Regions from separate parts of the Danio rerio genome. Here region 2 is linked to region 1. A link is a contact called in public HiChIP or PLAC-seq data. All regions are on one chromosome and are shown on one strand. The core of a region is the stretch at or near the end of the contact, and the rest is flanking DNA. Distances in the headings are between cores, read along the strand shown.

The links. HiChIP or PLAC-seq counts read pairs in DNA pulled down with a chosen protein or histone mark.
Region 2: a contact with region 1 is called in an H3K4me3 HiChIP or PLAC-seq map of gastrula embryo, with 2.2 times the contacts expected there. The contact joins the promoter of acin1a here to the promoter of chd8 in region 1. A contact is called at or near these places in 2 of 4 datasets of contacts at active chromatin or transcription factors (embryo and gastrula embryo).

What each region holds. Positions count from the first base shown.
Region 1 is chr2:41,136,568-41,144,170 of GRCz12tu, forward strand. It overlaps chd8 (chromodomain helicase DNA binding protein 8), which reads right to left and starts at 4,952. Exons shown (of 39, transcript NM_001347671.1): 1 at 4,877-4,952; 2 at 4,022-4,197; 3 at 2,206-3,242; 4 at 1,526-1,798; 5 at 1,326-1,442; 6 at 278-756; 7 at 77-188. The coding sequence starts at 3,147.
Region 2 is chr2:41,244,961-41,252,563 of GRCz12tu, forward strand. acin1a (apoptotic chromatin condensation inducer 1a) reads right to left here and starts at 4,405. Exons shown (of 18, transcript XM_073928090.1): 1 at 4,244-4,405; 2 at 3,032-3,097; 3 at 2,814-2,925; 4 at 130-188. The coding sequence starts at 4,381. It overlaps si:ch211-14a17.11, which reads left to right and starts at 4,450. Exons shown (of 3, transcript NM_001244794.1): 1 at 4,450-4,812; 2 at 6,063-6,469. The coding sequence starts at 6,065.

The DNA of each region.
Region 1 (7,603 bases), core at 3,702-6,201:
CTGCCACACAGTGCCACACAGTACCTACAATGGCTCCTGTGAGTCACTAATAAGCAAATGTGCAAGCAAGTAACACCTGTGACATTTCTTCCTCCAGTGTGCGGGGCGAAACAGGTGGGCTGAGATCTACGTCTGAGTGATCAGAAGACGGGTTTCTTTTCCTTTTCTTACCCACTAGAGTGATGGTGCTGTGGAGAAGAGATCAAGAGTAAGAAACAAACTCATATATCAGTGAGTCAAACTCTCATCAAACTGGGAGAATGGAATCATAACTTACTTGAGCTTAGTCTTAGATTTGCTTTTACTGCCTCCACCAGGTATAACTGGAGTTTTTGCCTTGGATTTCTTATCTCCTCCCACCACCATTTTCGCTCCTCCTGCACTTGGGCTTTTCTTCTTGCTTCCACCTCCACCACCTCCAACTCCTCCTCCTCCTTTCTTCTTGGCTCCGGTAGCCCCTCCTGCGCCCTCTAGGTCTGCTGAGGTTTGTCCGGCAGGTAGTTCATCCTGGTTGAGCACTCGTGGGATGTTCCTTTCACCCCTGGCTTTGGCCCGTGCGATGGCCTCAGCAACAATGCGATTTGCTTTCTCTTGCTTGCAAAGCGTTTCCACTCTCCGTACGGGCTCCTGGATCTTTGCCAAGCGTACCCCGGAAGATGCAGCTGTAGTGGTGGTGCCGGACGTCGAGCCAGCAGCTGAGGTATTGATAACTTTAACCACAGAGACAGCTCCACCAGCGCTGGAAACAGTGTTTGACTGCAGAAAATAGAAACGACTTTTATTCCATTATTCCAGATAGATAGCTCTGTACTTGTTAGCATGAAAGGGTGTGTAAAGAGCACTAGGTAACTATAAGACAATGGTTGACTCTAACAGTGTAAAAGGTATGCTAATTAACAGCTCACTGTAGTTCAGGTGCTTTATAAGAATTTAATTTCTGCTCAAACTACTTCTGATGCTGTAAATAAATTGAAGTTTTAAACCTGTAGTTTCAAAACACTAAATATATCAATGAAAGTCACTCTTAAAAATTCTAACAGAGCAAAGATCAAGGTTGCCTAATGCAATCTGAAAATGTAAATAAACAAAAGCACTCATGTATGACGTGCTACAGCGACTGTCAATTATCCATTTTTGTTTTTACATCATACAGCTTACAAATAATATTTAATTTTGACAGTTGAACTGATAATAAAAGATTTATTAGGTTTTATTACACTTTATGTATTAGTCTCCAAGAGAGAAAACATTAGCATTATTTCAGATGTTAAAAACACCCGAGAAAGTTCACAGAACTATAAAAGAGATTTGAAAAAATGTTCTACCTGTGGCTGCAGCAGTAGTTTAAGGGGCACTGCTAGTCTTTGTCCTCCTTGGCCTTGAGAAATCTGCACCACCTGTGGACTGCCACCAGCATTTGCTGCCCCAGAAACCAACTGAAACTGTTGCAAGAAAAGCTTCAAGTCACCAGCGAGATACAAGTAAAAGCCAATCTTCCAACACCCAACCCTGTCCTTTCGCTCACCTTGGCTCCCTGTTGGTTGGGCTGCTGTTGAACCTGCAGCTGAATAGTGAGCACTTTTGCCTGTGCACCCGTTTGACCTGCCTTGGCTTGGGCGAGTGCTGCCAGCTGGTCTCCCTGCAGGACTAACTTCCCTGGCAGAGAGCCCAACACCAGCCTGGGCTGCTGGCCTTGCTGACCCGACCCTGCAGTTCCCCCTACTGTCACCGTCCCAGCTTGGGCAGCTCCACCTTGTGAGGGCTGCTGTAGCACCAGAGTGATCCTCTTTGCTTCCCCCTGAAAAAGAAAGAGGGGCTTTTAGGTCTCTGACAGCGGGGGAAAAAACTAAATAGAGCAATGCGAACAGTGTTCATTTACCATTGAAACACTTTAACAGTTTATCAATATTTGACATTAGGTGTTATTCTTAAGTGTTCTGTTTATATATTCTGTTGTGCTTTTATTTTTTGTTAATATAAAATGTCTATGTAGCTTTTCATGCACCTTTATTTTTGCACTTTACTTTAGATTGAATACTTAGATTGAATAGTTAAAGCAAAAATGTAAGTGTCAGATATCAGATGTCAAATATCAGATTTTCCCTATAATTTATTAAAGTGGTTTTAAAAGTTGTTTACATCATTTATTAGAGTGGTTTATTCAGGTTTTAGTCTGTATGATGATAATTCAAGTTAAAATCTGACCTGCTGTGGTACTGCAGAAAGTGTGACACTTTGAGGTCGGATGCCTGCTGCTGCCGGAGAAGTAGGAGTCTGCGTTTGGGCTTGTGTTTGTAATGCCACCTGTGTCTGAGCCTGGATCTGCGCCTGAAGCTGTTGCGGCTGCGATGGTGACTGCAGCTGTGTCTGCACAGGTATTTGCACCTGGACAGGCTGTGTCTGCACCTGCGATTGCGTCTGGGGCACTGAGGTCAGTAACACCTGTTTCATTGGGCCATTTGCAGTTTGAACCAGCCTTTGTACTCCAGTGCCAACTTTGACCTGCCCCTGCGCAGGAGATGTCGCATTTAATACCGTCCCTCCAGAAACAACTGCCATGCCGGGCCTAAGAGGGGTCCCTGTCAGAACTCTAGCGAGGGTGACTTTCCCTGGAGAGCCCGTGGCTCCTGTGACACCCTGCAGCACTTGAGTCTGACCCTGCGGGCCTTTCAGAATGACAATTTTTGGGGCGTGCTGTCCCGCTGCCTGTTGCGTAACAGCAGTGATTTGCTGAGTCTGCTGCTGAGGGGTGACTTGAGCCCCTGACACAGGTACACCAAGAGAAGAGCTCAGCAAGACTGTTGCAGCACCACTGCTGTTACTGGCCACCGAGAGGGAGGGCTGAATGGAAATGGGAGCAGAGGCAACAGAGACCTCATGGGGGATCTGGCTGAGCTGCTGAGTTTGAAGGTTTTGCAGTGGAACAGAGACAGGAGTTGGGATTAGAGCTGGATCTGTGACCACGTCACTCAGAATAGGAACACCAGGGTCAGGTATGGGGTCTGTAGGAGGGTCTACTTGGCCCAATGCCAACTTCAGCGCCTCCTCTACTGGGTCTGAGGAACCCTGGGAGAACGCATCCTCCGGCAGGGAGTCCAAATTGAACAGTGGTGTGTCATCAAAGAGGTCCATAATAGGGTCTGCCATCTTGTCAAAAAGTTTGTGAAAAAAAGCAAAGAAAGAGTGATATCCAGTGTCGGTACAAAAACATCCAACAAGTCCGAAAGGATCCTGCAGGTGTGCTGCCAAATTAAAAATAAAACAATATATTTATTATATTATTGTTACATTTATGCATCAGTATATACAAAATAACCCCCAAAACTTTTTTAATAGATATATTTATATGATACATTGATTTTCTTTTCAGCTTAGTCCCTTAACTAATCAGGGGTTGCCACAGCGGGTTGAACCGCCAACTTATCTAGAATATGTTTTATACATACTTTTCAGCTGCAACCCATCACTTGGAAACACCCATACACTCACTCTCACACACTCTCTCTCTCTCTCTCTCTCTCTCTCTCTCTCTCTCCAAGTCACCCATAGCGCATGTCTTTGGACTGGGGGAAACCAGAGCACCCAGAGAAAACCCACACAAAAACGGGGATCAAACCGGCGACCTTCTTGCTGTGAGGTGAAAGTGCTTCCCAATGTGATACCCCCCTCCCGCATGGCAGGTAAGAATACTTATAAGATACATACTTTTATTTAGTTTTAAGCATTTGACAGACAGCTGGTTGGTTGGCGTTTTAATTTCATGCCAGCTTCCATGACAATTAAAATGTTAAACAATATAATAGAAAACTGCAAAACAACATAAACCGCTTTTAAACATGCTTACAAATAAAATCTTTTTGTTTTGAATGACAGATGTTTTTGTCAATGAAACATGAAAAGACTAAAATTTTTAAAACCCATACATTTTGCAAGCACCTTCATCAAGCTCATATTTACATACACATTATAACACTTTAACCATTACATATGAATAAGTATCCAGTACAGCAGGTAAACTTACCTGAAATCAGTGATTAGGGAGTGAGGAATAGGAAAAGAGAGAGTCCACCAGTTCACCCTCTTTCTGCCTCTCTCTCTTCCTCCCCTCTATCCTCTCCTACTCTCTGGAGTTACTTTTCGGTTCTCTGGTTGGACTGAACACTAAGAGATCCATCAATATATGTGTGTACTGATGCCCTGGAGAAGATAAGAACCCATGAAAAAGATTAAAAACATTGAATTGTATTAAATTGAAACATTCAAATGGCACAGTTGCTGTATCCTGCTAAATGGCATTGCCATCACTTCGCATGGCATCATGTCTGACTGACTTGTATCTCACTTAGCATGCATCGCAACGTTGTTTTAAAAAGTGAAAACGAGCAAATATGTATTTTCTGCCAATCATTATTTTTCAAAATCATCTACAAATCGTATATTTGACGTTTACATTACATAAAGCAGTTCTGTCTTCCTTGCCTTGCCATCAATGTGGAACAACAGTCCTAAACCAGACACTCGACAAACCCCATCAATGTTCACAATGGCGAATCCTACTGCTATAAATGCTAAATAAGTGCTCGATCGTCTTGTTGTTCTCTCACGGCCGATTTGAAGTGTATAAGTAAGCCTCCATCATTCATAATACATCTCAGTCTCTCGTTCGGACTCTCTTTCAATCTCTCTCATCAACAAACCGGACCAAACCAAAGGCAACGTGCTACAAAAACCATAGCCCGACTACGAACAGACATGGACAAGGCCGCAAAGCTGTTTCGACTTGGCTAGGTCATATTTTCTACTAAAATATGCCATAATAACGCTGCCATCCACTGCCCTAACTTTCCCAGCAATAATTTCGGGGTGCTAAATTTACCTTTGCATCGACACACATGGCTTTCTCCGTCTCACAACACTGTACGATTACAGGAAACGGCCAGCGTAGAGCAGGAACTAACTTCTTGCCAGCGCTAGGTCGAACGCGCTGCCCCGATCTCATCTGCTGTACGCTGATTGGTCGGTTGGCAGAGGGGCTGTCAAAAGACAAACGTCTCATTGGTGGAACGAGTTGTCTATCAATCCGGTGTGCGGAATTACAGGGCGGGAGACATTAATGGGTATCGGTCGTACAGGTAGTTAGGTTGAGGATGCGCTAAATGCGGCCTACTTGTTATCGCCGGGTTTTGAGATGCTCGCTGCTTAGAATTAAATGGCGATGATTCAGTTATTTTTATTGCTATTTAGGGAAAAATAATATCGAATCATTTAAACGTTGAGCAAATATAATTTTTTGACAGAGCTTTTGTTAGTTTTTTTTGCTATGTATCCAAATGAAGCTTGATGATAATAAATGAAACATTGATGCATTGTGTTAAATGAAAAGGTCGTTTATGAACACAAATGTCTTCATAAATTTAGGCGACAGTTTTGGGGCTGTTTTGTTAGAATTTTTTTGGTTTTGCTATTTAGAAAACATTGTAAATAGAGGTATAAATGAAATGCCAGCGAAAAGCAAAATGCTGCTGAAATATGGAGCCAGATCAGTCTCAAAAATAATAATATTTACAAAATGAAGTTTATACATGCGCAGTACAATACACATTTACAAAGTCCAATTTTTGAATCCAGAACACAATTAATAAATACAACACACAGTTCATAAATTCACAAGTGGAAAATCATAAACATTTTCACCAAATAATTGGATTTGTGTAAATTATGAATCGTGTTTTGAATTTATGAATTGTTTTTTTCTTTAATTGAATTAAATTTTTATTTGACAGATTTTAGTTAAGCTGTATAAGTATCCCAAAACTATATAAAAATAAAATAATAATAATAATAACTAAATAAAAACTGTCCAGGATAAAACACAATTAAGCCGTGGGCTTGTTTCCATTGTGGTTCTCGCTGTTAAATAAAAAAAGTATGGCTTCAAAATACAGCTGATGCATAAAACAAACAGTACTTCCACATTTTAAAACAGGAAATTATTCACAAATACATTTCTTCCTTCATTTATTCGTCTTCTTTTCAGCTTAGTCCCTCTATTAATCAGGGGTCACCACAGGAGAATGAACCGCCAACCTATCCAGCACATGTTTTATGTAGTGGATACCCTTCCAGTATGGAAGGTAATTCCTACCAATTAATTTTTAATTGGTGTTTGGAATTTACGAATTGGCATTGTGTATTTACAAATTGTGTTTTGAATTAATAAATCTGATTTGTGTATTTACGAATTGTGTTTTCAATTTATGAATATAATTTGTGTATTTTTTGAATGGTGCTTTGAATTTACGAATTTGATTTGTGTACTTTTGAATGGTGTTTTGCATTTACAAATATGATTTATGTATTTTTGAATCGTGTTTTAAATTGACGAATTGGATTTTGTAAATGTAAACTGTGTTGTGGACGTATGAATTATATTTTCTAAAAATTTTATTTTTGATACTGATCTGGCTCTATACTAAAATTTGTCAGAAATATTTATATTATAGGCATTACATAACACAATAATACATATATGAAGCAATAACTAAATTTGCACTGCACTGGATGGGCAAATGAATGATAAATGACATGTTGACATAAATTATGTTATGTGAAATCATAACAAACAGGCTTTATGGAAAATAAATATTTACTATAAATATATACTGTTAAAATACCTTTAATGCTATTATATTTTAAAATTATTTTTTAAATTATTTATTTATAAAAAACTATTTATTAATTTGCAGTGCACTTCTGAATTACATATGCAAGGGAAATAATGGTAAATTACTCACATCTAAATAAATTATAAAATGACTTATTTAAACCATCATGAGCAGCAGTCTTTTATGTTTCTCCCACTTTCTTAAAATGTCACAGTAGTTTTTCCACATAAGAGTGATCAATTATTAAATAACTGCTAAAATTAAGAAAAAGTAACCAAAAGTGATTCTTTCTTTCTGTTTTCTTATCACATTCTTCTCCTCATCTTTGCTGTTCTCTTTCTTCGCTTGTTCTGCATGTGTGAATAAGTGTGTCTTTAAACCAATGCAGCGTAACTTATTGACTCTGACAGCCCACCCTGCATGGTCCATAGGAGTCCAGTGTACACTTGCACGTCTGCTTGCCAAAAACTCCATCTGCCTTTGCTCGACCGGTGCCACTGTAGTTCGTATCCGTTATCCATTATGCCTATGCTGCTTTCTGTGATGATTCCTGCTCAAGCCTGCCAGCTCGGATGCTGAGATCTATATTTACAAACAGCTGCTGTTAGTGGTAAAACACCTCGCTGACAGAATTACCACAGGTTGAGAACAAGACATATTTCAGTGTACACAGAATAAGGAGGGATGCAGATTTTTTTTAGTTAAGAGATTCAATTTAATGAGTTTTCTTTTTAAAGCTTTATAATACACACACACACACACACACACACATAGCTCCATAAGCAGGCAAGCATAGACAAACGTAAGAAATAAAAATTCACATCAAGTAGGATTTTTTATTAATATATTACATTACAAGTTAATTCATAAACTGATTTTTTATATGAAAAATTGGAATATCATGTTAAATACATTATTGGGATCATTCAATTGTGTCT
Region 2 (7,603 bases), core at 3,155-5,654, 110 kb after region 1:
GGTCCGCTTTTTGGTACCTTCTGACAATGGAAATGTTTATAAAAGCGTACCATACCACTCAGTGGAAATAGGCCAATACAAAATAACTTAAGGTCACAGTGTAAAATAAAGATTGATAAATATTCGAACCTGGTTCGAGGCAGCATGGATATTATCATTGGACTCTGTGTGGTCGCCACGGTCGGTTCCTTGAGATAAAAAAATAAAACAAAATCAGTGTTGATAAAATACATTCACAGTCAAATCTGATCTGTCTTATACACACACACACAAATATATATATATATATATATATATATATATATATATATATATATATATATATACACACACACCGTAAGGGTTCTCTAAATGTAAATCATCAAAGTTCACTTACATTTGCAAATTGGAGTAAAAAAAAACAGTAAATGAACCTTCTCATTCTGAAGTCATTTTCCACTTGGAATTATAAGGTTCTATCCGCCAGATCATTCATTGAAGCATTGCTTTTCAAGAAAGACAATCAAAAAATATATAAGTTGGTGTTGTAACAATATGTTGACGCTTAAGAAATTTTAATTTTTGCTTTCTTTAACATTTATTTCATGTTTTAAGATGAATATTTTTTCTTGTTTAAATTAAACATGCAAGACTGAGCTAAATATTTTTTCCAGCGCAGCTTTTAATTTTATCTAATTAATATGTTAATATTTATAAATTTTATGCTTAATATGAATTATTGAACTATTTTTATTGAATTATATGCCCCATGAATTAAATTAAGTATTTGCCCTTCAAGGCTTAAAATTAAATTGAAAAACTTTAAAAGAAATAGACGATGACCAAATGAGTTTAATAAACACTGAAAAGTGTATCGCTGACTATATGTAAACAAATTAATATATTTTCCATTTAATATATACATTTTAAAATATTAATTTCTTTTTCAACAATGTAAAACGTAACATTTAATCTCAATGTCGGTGATATATACAATCACCTCACAATAAGAAGGTCGCTGATTCGAGCCTCAGCTGGGTTAGTTGCCATTTCTGTGTGGAGTTTGCATGTTCTCCCCGTGTTCGGTCCAAATATAAGTTTAAATATGTGCGGTACAGGTGAAATGGGTAAGCTAAAATTGTCCATCGTGTATGTGTGTGTGAGTGTGTATGGGTGTTTGCCAGAGATGGGTTGCAGCTGGAAGGGCATCCGCTGCATAAAACATATGCTGGATAAGTTGCCGGTTCATTCTGCTGTGGTGACCCCAGATTAATTAAGGGACTAAGTCAAAAGACAATGAATAAATGAATGAATCTCAATGTCAAGAAATGCTTTTAAATCATCACATTGACACACATCTCAATTTTGTGTGGTGCGGCATTATTTAGCCGACTCTGATTTTGTATGATTTTGTCTTTCTTGTTTCTCCCGCTGTCAATAGCCGCATTTTGGACATAAACACTTGTTTGAGGACACAGAACACATTTTTCCCTAATGCGTTTAAAGCGGCGCTGCGCAGGACTGGGTGACAGAAAAAAAAAGTAGGCTATATTCTGCTTTTACTCACCCAAAAAATGCTCTGTTTGCACGATTTGATTAATATTATCATATCCAAACACTTTATAAATAATATTTCAAACCTTCTCCGGTGTTTATTGTTTTTAGAAATATCTAAAATCTTTTTTTTTTCAGATAGGTCTTTGTAAAATGAAAGTTATATGTGGCTTTAAAACAGTTTGATTTATGTATTGTATAGGCAACCTACTTTGTTATAGCTAGCTTTTGTTTATTTTATATTGGTTTATTTTTTTAATGCGATTTTAATATATCCGATATTTGTAATTCTTTAAATTATATTTCAATATAGCTTAGGCTATTTTATCAAGATATGACAATATATTGTGTAAAGTCTACGAAAGTGGGCACATAATTTGTTAAGTTTTATGTCTTTCTGTTGTATATTATCTCCAAAATAAATTTTAAAAAGCCGCGCAGCATCAACACAGCTGTAAAGGGAGCGCTCTTTTTCTCTCACACACACATACAGGAATTTAAACGTGCACAAATACACCTTTTAAACTTGACAAAAACTCTCGAAAACCTTTACTGTCTGCTGTGTCTTTAATATGGTGTGAAAATTATAATGCGTTATTGAAACATCAAGGAGGACGCAGCAAAGAACGTCACTATAAATTAAAACTACTTTATTATTTTATGCAACACCCTTACATTTAAAAGGGAAACATAAGGGTGATCATACGCAAAAAGACCCCATTAGGCTAGATGTTTTCTTTTCCTTATTTATTGATTTGTTTGGCGCATGTACTCATGTGCGATCCGAAAACTGTGCCCGCCTCTTCTTTCACTCCGCCCCGAAGCCCCAGTTGGCCCTCTTTGGCCCAAGATATTCGGCAGTTTGAAAAAGGCCGGCCGCTGGCCCCAAGAAAGCTCCGATTGTTTTAAAAATGCTGATGGCTCACAGAAAGAACCTTATAGAGCCAAGCTAGAGGTCGACTTTGTAGATAAAACCTTTTTTGTTTTTTAAATAAAAAGTCTTAAAATGTAAACAATTTATTAATATTATTTGATCTTTTATTTATAAGTTGTCATTTAACAAGAATATGTCAATAACTCAATTTTGACAAATGTCAGATAGAACCTTATAATTCTAAGGTGACGATTTGTTGAGTGTGCTTAGTATTTCCACAGTTCACTTTACCACAGTTTCAATGATGAAGAGTTTGTGTTGGTTGACAACATCTTTAACACATTCAACTTAAAACAACACATACTGTTACAATTTGAGCTATTTAATATCACCATCATTCACTCACCATCAGTTTCAGCTGCCTCTCGTGCCTCTTTTTCCAAACGCTGTCTCAGAAGCTCTTGCTGTTTGGCCAGGTACTGCTTAATGAAGCTATTCTGACTCATTTCCTCCCCGATCTAAACAAACACACACGCAATGCAAAATGGTATGAGTGCTGTAGTGCAGTTAGGCCATCCAAACAAGAACAAATTTATTTCAACAATACATCACAGATCAGCTCACCCGGGAGTTGGGCTGCAGGCCAATGTGTGGAGTGGAGGTTTTCTGAAGGTTCTCCAGCATGAGAGCCTGTTGCACATGCAAAATAACAGAAACACAATTCAACATCTGTACTAATATGCAATACTGCGACTTGTGCACTTAAAACTTACATTTTCAGGTGGTTCTAAACATTTATGAGCGTTTTCCTTTTCCTGAACATTATTTATAATATAATGTATAAAATCATTTACATTATTTATAATTTTGGATAACAGTCTACTTTGACTTCCGTTGTGTAAAATAATATGTAAGCCAATGGGAAGAAGCAACCTTTTGGTTACACGTGATCAACAAAAAACGTCTGTTTATCGGAGTAAACGAATACAGGTTTTAAACAAGTGTATGGCGAGTAAACGATGTCAATTTACATATGAGAGAAATGTCTCTTTTACGTTATGAACACATTAATGAGCAGTCATTTGTTTATGGTATGAGGATTGCATAGACCCGACTGAACGATCGGCAGTCATCGTGAATCCAAAATCATATCACTTACATGGATTAATGTATACTCTAATTTCTTCATATCCCAAAATAAAAAATTGCACAAAATGTGATGAAGAATCTAATCGTGAAGGTGACAGACATTTGTTTACATCTGTCCAGTAACAGAAACTTCAGATCAAACTTCAAAGCAGCTGTGGCGCGCGACACATCAATCAATCAAATCCTCCCACCGACGCAAAGCAACCGCTCTGCGACTTCACTGTTTGTTTCAGCAAAAGCACATGCCATTCAAGCGTTAAGACGTGTTTAGTCTTTCGAAAACGTCATAAAAAAATAAAAACAGACTTTTTGGCAAGCGCGTCCCCGTTTCATAACCCCCACCCCCCTAACACCTTATGCACTAACAAAGCGCGAGCCCGCCGACAACTTAAAAAGCTCGCAGTTCACAGCCATCCAGAGACTTGTAAACAGAAGCGCATCGCCAGACCCCGCTGCGAGGTCTGCGCCCTCCCAAAACTCTAATGTACGGCAAATAAACAGCACTTTTGCAAGTCACACACAAACGCACAAACAGGCATCAACGGGGGGAACATGATGACACTCTACAAACTGGATGAGCACCCCAGCTAGTGCGCGCTAGCAGCTAGCGAGAGACCACCGACGCTCGGCCTCCCAATCACGGTCCTCGGACTCCGCGGAGCCGAGAAACCAGCGACTCACACTTACCCCTTTGAGTCTCTTGACGAGGGCATTTTTCTGTCCGCTCTTCGGAAGCCCTCGCTCTTCCAATGCAGCCTTCAAGTCCGCTACCCGGAGCGAATGCAGCGGCCTCCCGTCCAGCGTAACATCTTCGAGGTCCGCCATCTTGATTCCCTTCACTCGTTCTGTAGCTTGCGCGGACCGCAACGCCTTCCTCATTGACGTCAGCGCGCAACGAGCGTTTCCGGAAAAGGCGGAGTTGAAGCGCACTCAGGCAGAACAACATCAAGTTGTTTGTTTGGTGTTTTATCAGGTTAACAGGCAGTATACATGCATTTTTGCGTTTAGATCACATTAGGCACGATTAGATCGCACATTATTAATTGATTTTCAGACATTAGGCAAGCAAAGAGGATATTCTCTGGTAGTCAGCTGTTGGTTTGCCAACCAATTTTCAATAGAAACCCGGTAAACATTGTTTCATTTATTCGCCTTAAAGTAGTTCCAGTCAAGTACTTATGAGTTTGATTTGTCTTTTGAACACAAAATAAGTGTTTATTCTTCAAAAGTGGGCTCAAAAGAAGAAATTCAAAGAGGTTTGTACAAGGATTGAGTGAATAATAACAGAAATTAAAATTTGAATGAACCATCCCTTTAGTTCTGTGTTAATCTTGTTTCATATTCTCAGAAAATCAGGTTGGAATACTGAAAAGTGTTCAATATTGGGGGCGGGACTTTAATGCACATTAATCTACTACGTTTTGGTGTTTGAAAATAATAATCAGCATCAATAAAAATTCTAAATTTAGTCCTCTATATTACTCCGAATGTATTAATGAATTAGTATTTTTTGTTCTTTTTCAATAAACTAGATTTTGGATTTGATATTGTGTTCCCAAGTGGCGCAGATTCAATTCATTTATTCGGTTCTTTTGAACTGCTCGTTTAAAATGATTCAGTTTAAACGAAATCAACTCAAAGCAGTTTAGCTAGCTCTTTTATCTTTGGCTGTAAAGTGTTATTATTGTAACGTTTTGTACATTCATCATCAACATATGCTTCACTAGCTATACTGACAAGGTCAGAGTCGGTACCGAACCACTGGTAATCATTCCGTTTTGCCTGTTTATATTCAGTGAAGTGCCAGTCAACTTTATTTTTTATGAACCATCACAAGGACCAGGGTTTCAGCAAAAAATCTTCAGCTCTTTTTAGGGAAATTAAAGTCAAACATAACGTTACAACATTGGGTTTCCAAAGGGTGAGTAGATTAACATAAAATGCTCATTTATGGCCGTCAACTACACTTTAAAATGTCGTTAATTTGATCAGCGCCTGCTTGAGTTCGATTCTTCAGCGAGATGTCAGCCTGGCTTTGTAAACTGAAAAGATCCGATCCACAATGATTCGTTGGGGGTAGCAGGAGCTCCATGGCAGATGATGAAAGCGGCAGCGGCTCCGCTTGAGCTTCTTTGCGGCTCCTCGACCGTATTTACTGTCTGGTTACCGACGATAAAAGCAACAGCCTGATTTTTTTTCGACGTAATGTGAGAAAAATCGACCAAGAAAAGGGTAACATTTTGATTCAAGTGACTCGTTACTCGTTTGTTTTGGTTAGCGAGCACAGTGTGTCTTGACAAGGAAGTGAATACATGTATCCTACTACAGTCATTGTAACATGCAAATTTTATATTTTAACGAACCGAATTATGATGTAGGCCTACGTGGTTTAAATCTTCCAGTTATTAAATCGCACAACAGCATCAAGGCAATCTGTTTCTTTTAGATTAGTTCAGTAGCACCAATGATAAACTGTTGATATCCTCCTTTTTATGTCATTATGCAGAAATGGCTTGGTTCCACCATGCTTTGCAAGGCTCGGGCCAGCCAGATGCACCCACCGTGGAAGATGTGTCCCATACACAGGTCTCTATGCACACCATTACCCAGTTAGGAATGTCTGATGGACAAGGTTGGTCAACCCTCCCTTCGGTCTCCATCTCAGACTTTCCCTCTGCCTCAGGAGGAATTGTCCCCCAGCGACTGGAAGCTCTGTCCTGCACATCTCTCAGCATGGGCTCCAGACAAGATCCTGTGCCGCTGTCTTTTGTGACGCTTCAGGAGCAAAGATGTGTGCTCAGCTGGTTTTTGGGATGGAATGTTGCTCAGAAACAACGCTTTCTGGAAGATCTGATCTCAAAGGCTGTACCTGGAAAGGTGTCTAGTTTATTAGACCAGCTCAACACACTACAGGTGCTTTATTTTGGGTCTATGTCAAACTTAATAGCTTTGTCTTTGGTGGTTGATTTTTCTGTAATTAAAGGTTCAGCCACCCACCATTATGTTGATCTAAACCATTGAGAGTTTTGTTCATCTTCAGAACACAGATTAATATATTTTAGATGAACTTCGAGAGGTCTCTCGTTCACCATAGACAGCAATTGTCCCGAATCGTTACAAAAGTCCAAAAAGGTACGACAAAAATCCTCAAAACCAAACATATGTTGTTGCAGTGGTTCAATCTCAAGATTATTAAGCATTGAGAATACTTTTGTGCACACATGAAACAAAAATAATGACTTGATTCAACAAATGTCTTTTCAGTATAGGGTGTGTGCGTTCATATGCACTGTGCAGTGATGTATACCCCAAAATCCTGCACATGATTTTCTTTGTGTGAAAGAAAGCTCAGGTGAATCTGAGGCTTTTGTCAGAGGTACGACACGCATACAAACGAAAGGACAGCACCCCTGTGAATGCATGGTCTAATACTGACACTAATGCCTAGTTCACACTAAAGGATCTTAAGCCTGATTTGAGCCCGATTTGGAAGTTAACGAGCTCGCCGACAGATCGGGCTGTGATCAGGAAGAAATCTGCGGGTGCTCGGCGCTCGGCGCTCTTTATGTGTGAACTACTGAACAACGCATCAACGAGGCTCGCTGGCGCGTCGCCGACACCTCGCAGACGGAAATCCAACATTTAGCATGCTAAATATTCCAGAGCAGTCGGCCGACTCAACCCCACGTGTGGTCAGATGTAGTGACGAGCTGCAGCCAATGAGAGAGCATATCAGCATGAGCTGAATGCCTGTGTGTTCAGGAGCTCAGCAGAAACATCTGTGATTGGTCAGAATGGGCATCGGTGCACTCGCTTGATTCTACGTTAACACAGACATGAGAGTAGGCTATATTAACAGTGGAACTAGAATTCTGTAACTATTAAAATTACCATACTGCTCATTCTGACCGTTCTCATATAAAACGCCATACTGTCATATCATATTTACATTCAAAGCTATTATTGAGATATTAAAATTAAGCTTTGAATGTCTGGCATCATATTTAATGACACCATTACCCTAAAAATATAATCTTTTTTTTGGTA